Linked DNA regions of Danio rerio: region 1 is linked to region 2. Evidence: chromatin contacts called from public HiChIP or PLAC-seq data. All regions are on one chromosome and are shown on one strand. Each heading gives the region's core, a stretch centred on a gene start, on an enhancer-like site or on the middle of the called end of the contact. The rest is flanking DNA. Distances are from core to core; before and after follow the strand shown.

The links. HiChIP or PLAC-seq counts read pairs in DNA pulled down with a chosen protein or histone mark.
Region 1: an H3K4me3 HiChIP or PLAC-seq map of embryo shows a contact between it and region 2, with 8 times the contacts expected there. The contact joins the enhancer-like site here to the promoter of adamts1 in region 2. A contact is called at or near these places in 9 of 18 Hi-C or Micro-C datasets (caudal fin, embryo, fibroblasts and 2 more) and 3 of 4 datasets of contacts at active chromatin or transcription factors (caudal fin, embryo and pancreas).

Annotation. Positions count from the first base shown.
Region 1 is chr1:1,198,277-1,202,615 of GRCz12tu, forward strand. It overlaps a transcript of hemk2 not described here. Among named protein-coding and RNA genes, the nearest start is that of hemk2, 100 kb to the right of the region's middle. Within about 2 kb of position 2,600, at least 17 of the 62 cell types and tissues checked have an H3K27ac peak or open chromatin away from gene starts, as enhancers often do.
Region 2 is chr1:964,057-968,147 of GRCz12tu, forward strand. adamts1 (ADAM metallopeptidase with thrombospondin type 1 motif, 1) reads right to left here and starts at 2,236. Exons shown (of 9, transcript XM_073949290.1): 1 at 2,180-2,236.

The DNA of each region.
Region 1 (4,339 bases), core at 1,350-3,849, 230 kb after region 2:
TATTGCTGTATTCCTTGGCATACCCTTGTGTTTTGTACACCGTAGGGTTCAATTCTTGTTGAGTCTGAGAGTACGGAGGGCAAACATCCAGCAGCGATGCTCTTATTTGACCAGGAGAAGTCAAGAAAAGTGTCCCTGCTGTGAGAAACACACACACTTTCATCATGTGGACGAGACGGATCAAGAATCTGTCCCAAATTTCAAGGCTTCCCGGCATTCTGGCAGCGAGACTCAGAAAGGCTTGTTAAGCAGTGATGTGGCAAAGCAAACCCGCAGCTACATTTCGTCCCGCTTTCAGTCTCTCTGACCAACAGACTGAATTAAGTGCATTTGTCTGTTGTGTGCATAAACAAGTTGTGCATTTATGGGATTTTTTTTCTTTGTCTACTTTGGGTTTTCTGTAAAACCAATCTGGCGCTTTCTTCAAGTGTGCTAAAATATGTGAAGTGTTCCACACATAAGGACTCAACTCATGGAAGGTTTTAGATGCAGCTTTATTTTATACACAAAGGCTCTATCCAACATCACCTTCCTATAGCGAAAATTAGGGTTGGGAAAAAAAATCGATAATGCAATATATTGTTGCAATAAAAATCGATAATGCAATATATTGTTGCAATAAAAATCGATAATGCAATATATTGTTGCAATAAAAATCGATAATGCAATATGTTGTTGCATTAAAAATCGATAATGCAATATATTGTTGCAATAAAAATCGATAATGCAATATATTGTTGCAATAAAAATCGATAATGCAATATATTGTTGCAATAAAAATTGATAATGCAATATATTGTTGCAATAAAAATCAATAATGCAATATATTGTTGCAATAAAAAATGATAATGCAATATATTGTTGCAATAAAAATCAATAATGCAATATATTGTTGCAATAAAAATCGATAATGCAATATATTTTTGCAATAAAAATCGATAATGCAATATATTGTTGCAATAAAAATCAATAATGCAATATATTGTTGCAATAAAAATCGATAATGCAATATATTGTTGCAATAAAAATCGATAATGCAATACATTGTTGTGCTTTCTGTCGCAATAAAAAAATAAATACAATAATAGCTAATATCGATATTTTATTACACTGTTTGCGGTTGTTTGAATAAATAGGGTTAATGTGGCGTAAGCAGCAGCCAGTGAAGAACACAAGTTAACCAACAACAACAGAGAAGAAGCACGGAAAAAAAGAGTAGCGAGAACAATGGGGAAAAATAATGAAAATCAAATCAAAGTCCCTCCTGCTTGTTTCCACTCTAAAGTGTGGAGACACTTTGGGTTTTACGAGACAGCAACACTACGAATCTGCAAACGCAGCTCATTCGCTATCAGGGTGAACTACTCTCAGGTGATAATGAGGGCAAACCAAGTCAGCCAGTTAAGGCGGGGCTATCAGCAATTTAGGGCGGAGCTATCAGTTATTTAGGGAAGGGCTAACAGTTGTTTATGTTTTGGCTGTCTGTTTCTATAGGGTGTGGCGATCAGCAATTTGGGGCGGGGTTTTCAGAAATTTAGGTTAAGGCAGTCAGTTCTTTATGTTGGGGCTGTCAGTCCTTTAGGGCAGGGCTATCAGCAACTTAGGGCGGAGCTATCAGTTATTTAGGGTGGGGCTAACAGTTGTTTATGTTTTGGCTGTCTGTTTCTTTAGGGTGTGGCGATCAGCAGTTTGGGGCGGGGTTTTCAGAAATTTAGGTTGAGGCAGTCAGTTCTTTATGTTGGGGCTGTCAGTCCTTTAGGGCAGGGCTATCAGCAACTTAGGGCGGAGCTATCAGTTATTTAGGGTGGGGCCAACAGTTCTTTATGTTGGAGCTGTCAGTCTTTTAGGGCGGGGCTATCGGCATTTGCGGGAGGCAGTGGTTTAATCAAACATCATCCAATTCTGTCTGTAAAATTGAACTCTTCATTCAACAGTGCCTGAGGTTAATCCTCCACCACTGAGTGCAAACTGGCTTTCAGATCTACATTTCTTTATCAATGCCCGTCTTCCAACAATCCATTCGGTTCCCAAAGGACAAAATCATGCACCACCCTACATTTTTCTCATTTCAGAAACCATTATAATTAGATGAACATCACGATATGAAAAAAAAAACTACAAACTTTACTGATGCTGACTTTAATGAGTGAGTAGCACCCTATAGGTGGAGAATCACTGCTGTCTGCAACCTGTTTGCTTACTAATGGACCACCCAAGTGAACAGATCCAGCATGAAGATTCTCCGGCCTGAAGCTGTGAACGGAGGCTCTTCTGCTGTAGGAAGGAAGTGTTCACTGCAGTCTAATTACAGGTCCCCAGGGTCAAGACACAGACAAGATGCACACACTCGCTCTTCCCTTAAATCCTGTTACACTTCCATCACAAGCGGCTAATCCTGAAAAGGCTCTTCAGTAGTTATATGAGAGAAAGGAAGCCAAGGGATACAGCTATCATTGATTCCCAGTGGAGATTATGGACAATGATCTCCAGGTAAAGATCAAAGAGCATGAGGATATCCAGAATCTCCACTGCTATAGGGGTCAGAGTGCCATTTAAGGAGGGTTAGATGAGGGATGGGGGCCGGCGCTGTTGTCAGCACCTCCTCCTGTGTGCATTACTGTGATAAGGCCTGCATTGAAGTCCTGCCAGAAGAAGATAATAGCGGCTCTGACAGAATCGCTCTGTGAAGGAGCCGATGAACATGTAGCCCCCTCTAATGGCGGCTGAATTCAGCCCCTGCTCTTTATCTCCTAACAGGCGTCCTTTAACCCCCCCCCCCCCCCTCCCCATCCCCATCCTGGACCGGTGGCTTTCATCATCTGCCAGAACTGACTGGAAGGCCGCAGGGTTTTGGGGCTACATCCCGTAGATGCCACTTTGCTGTGTGCCAGTCCAAGGCTTTGAGGCCAACATGCAGTTTCTGTAGTCGCAGAGAGGAAGGCTTTGCTCTTCAGTGGTGACATTTACACACTGAACTGAACCAAACTCTGAAAACTGGACTGAAGCAGTTTCACTTTACTAGAGCTTCTGTGTGATCTGCTTTGACACTATAGAAAAGCGCTATAGAGATGAAGATGAATTGAATTGCATGTGGGCGAGGCAGTGGTGCAGTAGGTAGTGCTGTCGCCTCACAGCAAGAAGGTCGCTGGTTTAAACCTCGGCTCAGTTGACGTTTCTGTGTGGAGTTTGCATGTTCTCCCTGCCTTCGCGTGGGTTTCCTCCGGGTGCTCCGGTTTCCCCCACAGTCCAAACACATGCGGTACAGGTGAATTGGGTTGGTTAAATTGTCCATAGTGTGTGAGTGTGTGTGTGTGAATGTGTGTGTGGATGTTTCCCAGAGATGGGTTGCAGCTGAAAGGGCATCCGCTGCGTAAAAACTTGCTGGATAAGTTGGCGGTTCATTCCGCTGTGGCGACCCCGGATTAATAAAGGGACTAAGCCGACAAGAAAATGAATGAATGAATGAATTGCATGAAAACACTAAATCCTTCAGTTATGAGGTTAAGGGTAACCTTAAAGAAACTTGGGTTACAACAATAACAATAAAAAAACCTAAGAGTCAACTTAAGGAACAGGGAACTCATGAGTTTTCCCTTGAAAGAAGCAAAATAGCCATCCAATGGGGTAAGAAAAATAATTAGCGGTGGGCTGTTATTGGCATTGACGCGAGACTCTTATTAAGTGATTAAAAAAATATCGTCGATAACCTATTCTCAAAGTTGGGTTGGGGGGTCTGTTCTACACAAGCTATGATTGACTTTCACCTTGATATTGTAGCACAGATGTATACCTGACCGGTGAGCCTTCTGGATTCTGCACTTACTTCAAAGACACTCCTGACTACGCTTACATGGACATCTGTAATCTGGTTATTTGCATTAATAGACATTAATGTAATTAAGGTGTTTACGTGAAGTGCGTTCGTGTAAGAGTTTCATGTAATTTTGAGTGACTTTAACTGCAGTTTCACATTCACTCATGAACATTTCATTCATGCCCCCCTGACAAACTGGAGTATTATGCCCCATTCACACCGGTCTTCAGCGTCAACGCTTGACTGAAGGCGTGTCTGAAGTTGGGGCTAAATCTATGCTCACCTGTAAAAATAGTCAATGTCAAAATGAAAAACAAAATTATTTCACTTACCCCATTGGGAGATTATTTTCCTTGCTGTAAGAAAAAAATCCCTTTGCCATATTATTTCCGAAAACAACAGAATATTTTTTTGCTTGTCTAAAAAATTCTTCTTGATTTACGCATTTGTAGGTATTTGGACTAGAAACAAGACTAAGCAACATTCGACTAATCAAACAGCTTCTATTTCTCACAGCTAAACAAC
Region 2 (4,091 bases), core at 986-3,485:
AAACTCTGCAGGGACACCGGCCCTCGAGGATCAAGTTTGCCATCCCTGGTATAGTGCATTACAGGCTGTCCTGCTTAATTCATGCATTCATTTTCCTTCGGCTTAGTCCCTTTATTCATCAGGGAATGAATAACAACTTTTCCAGCATATGTTTTCCTTCCAGCTGCAACCCAGTACTGGGAAACACCCATGCACACTCCTGTTTAGTCGTATTGTAAATTTGTTTATTTATCAATAATGATAATGAATGCATATTATCTTCTCTCTCCCCCGTGATTTGCATAAGACAGACACTAAAATGTGCAGTGCAATCGGTCCTATTTAATGTTTTATTTTCCAGAGCGAAATTATCATCCATTTTTAAGGTTTTCCAATAGACAGCCACTAAAACGGACATTTATTCGCGCCACAATCCTGCCTTCATATTGAAAACAGGAATTATTTGCTGACCGATTAAAACACTGAGTTTAAACCACTTTGATGTATTTATTTACAATACAGAAATTCAGAATAAGTATGTTTTTCATTATCATATGTTTTATAATGTATAAAATATATAATGTTTTTCATTATATGTATTTCATTATCGTCATAAAATGTGCTACGCTAAATTCAAGATGAACATTACTCCACACACATATAGACATTTTATTTAAAGCTAGACTTTATTTGACCTATAAACTAAATATTTAGAGGACGCCATCAGACTTTGGGCTAAACCTTGGACAAACTTAAAGGTTTACTCATTTGAATCAATGAGACATCAAAAAGCAGAAACGTCTGGTTCCACGTCCCATTTTTATTTTTTTAATTATTATTGTTATTTTTTTAATTATATAAGTTTATTTGGCTGATTTTTTTGGTTTGGAAATTTGTTTTATATATATATATATATATATATATATATATATATATATATATATATATATATATATATATATATATATATATATATATATATGTTAGTTAATTTTATTTTATTATTTTTATTTGTTTTAGTATGTCCTTGTCATTACTCTTCAGTTTTTCCTTTCTATTTACACTATTGTTGTTATTGCTGGCACTATTATTAATACTAGTATTTAGGAACCTGTATATTGGTTATTTCATGTACATCTACGCACTTTGCTATATGCTGATTGTCTACGGCATGTTTTTCTGTGTTCGAAAAATACAAAATAAAAGAAAAAATTCATGAAAAACAAAATTAATATTTAGATGAAATAAATATAATTTATTTTGCAAACTAATTTTTAGAAGTACAAACACTCTTGCAGCATCTCAAGTAGTACTAGTGTGAACATGTATAATAATTACACAAGAAAATAACAAGACACACAGTGGGTCACCTTTATCTGTGTGGGTTAATGACTTTATTATTATTATTTTCTAAAAAAAACGCACTTTCTATTAAAAAGAAAGTCAGTTTAAGATGTCAAACAGCAGGTGGCGCTGCAACATCACTCCTGAACTCAGTCTGTTCACAACACCTATATTTACCGCACACGTTTTCTCATTACAGGCAATAACACTGAATTATATGATGTTTTTACAGTAGATATCACGGCAGAAGTTAATTCAAAGTCATCAATAAATCAAAATGTTTAGCACATTGTTAGTTTTAGGCAGGGTGATAATTACAGATTAACCCTGCTAACTCAATCCCCTCTGAAGAACGTTAAAACAAAATGCATGGGGGTCAGCTTTATAAATATTTAGAAATCTCTGATCTGTATCTTAAATAATATTATTGATAAATAAAATTATAGATAATGAACATATACATTTGACCACCCCTAAAATGGTTCATACCATTTTGAACGCATAATGGCGCCAATCAGTCTGAGGGAAAATAATCATGTAATGGATCGGCAGATCTAGAGCACCGAAAGACATTGTAGGTGTTCACAACAAGACAGTTTAGTCTTAAAAAATATATTTATCTCGATATATAACTTAAAAGTAAAGCTAAACTAGACATAGTTTATAGTTTGATCAACAGCGACCTCTGAAAGAGCCAATCAGAGGATACATTAGGTCATAATACACTAAATAACCCTCCAAACACCGAAGAGAAGACCTACGTTTTATTAATAGATTTAATCATAATTTTTAATAAATACATCAAATTGATTCGCTGAAGCATGTATTACATAACATTACCATAAAAGTTGACGACCAAAACATTTACCCACCTGCTTCTGCTCTCCTCTGATGACGACAGTAGATTGGACGAAACGTGCTTAGCCACGCCCTTCCAAATGATAGTACGCTGCAAGCGACATATAAGAGGAGGAGCTTAAAAATTAAGCCCCGCCTCCTACTCAATGTCTATTTTACTTTTGTTTTTTAAGTCAGTCCAATTGAAAGAAAATATCAATACACAATTTTAAGCATTTTATGAATTGTTTTATATAAAAAAGTAACCAAAATATTTATTCTTCAAGACAATTTCCTATTAGTGAGTTTAAATACACAAAAATTCAGTTTAATCTACACTTTCGGTTTTTAGAGAGGAATTTGTTCATAGATGTGCCTGAATACATGCAGTATTTAACAAAATAGATGTAAATAATGTGAATATATAGAGAGTCAAATCCTGTGTGTTAATTTAATTAAATAATGCTTTAATTGCATATTAAATGTAATATTTTAGAAAAATCGAATACAAAAAATTGTATTCCTAATGTTATTAATCAAGAAGTGAAGATATAAAACATTATTTATTTGACCCATTATATCTGTGTTGTCATCAGGGTTCATACACATTTATTACTTAAATTCCAGGATCTTTCCATGACTTTTCCAGCACTTTCAAGTACATTTTCATAACCTAATGTTTAATTTATTGTCTATGTATAAATGGTAAATAATAATAATAAACAATGCGCATTTAAACACACATAGAACACACAACAATCTATTTAGTTTGAATTTATTTTGGATATCTATTGTATGTAAGATTTATTTAGATAATGCTTACTCATGGCGGCTCATTCCCGCTGTGCCACCTCTGAAATTAAGACTAAGCCGAAGGAAAATGAATGAATGAAAGCTTACGCAGCGTTCATAATGTGAGACCATGTTTTTGGCCTAAGACAGAAAAGAAGTAAAGACAACTAACCAATGTTCAAGTTTACAGATGTTAGTTAAGCTAATTTCCATGACTTTTCCAAAACTTTGTGGGTTTTTACTATTTTTCCAAAATGTTTTAGTAAAGCATACACTTATATACATCTGGTTTATATACACTATGAACAGCAGATACGCTAATTATTCTCTTTATTCTCCATTTCCACCTGGGATACTCATCCTGAGGTCCTCAGATTATGCAGAGTCACTGATTGGATCCAAGACCAGCGACGAGATGATCCCAAGGTTTCCATAATCAGGGACCAGGCCGTATGCTGAGCTGCTGCTGGGCTGGTGGTCATGGAGGAGTGAAGAGCATGAGACTGATTCCAGTGATGCTCCAGGGACAGACGAGTCTTCGCTGAGGCCAGCTTCCAGCCTCCACCGCTGAGACTGCAGCTCTGCACAAGACTTTTGGGCAGCGGAGAAATTAAAATGGTCGTCTGGTTTCTCTTAATGTGTTTTTCTTCGCTCTCCTATCGGTGAAGTTTTTTCGCCACTGGCTCGCATGGTTCAGGATCGGTTGAGCTATGCATCGATAAATCTGCTCTTCAGTGACTCTCAGTAATGACATTAAAGCACACTGAACTGAGCTAAACTGAACTGAACTTAAACACTAAAAACTGAACTACACTGTTCCAGTTACTATGAGCATTTATGTGAAGCTGCTTTGACACAATCTACATTGCAAAAGCGCTACACAAATAAAGCTGAATTGAATTGAACTTTTCCAGTCCTGGAAAATGCCCTGTCAAAATTCACTGACTTTTCCCGGTTTTTCCATTAAACGTTCACAGCGTTATCATTTAAACATTTCAGAGAACATTCAAACACAACATTTCCATAATATCCCATAATATTATATATATCATCCCATAATATTTGCATAATGACTAAATTGAACATTCATTAAACCTTTTTTTAGCTATTATTTGCATATGCAAAAATATATGAATTAT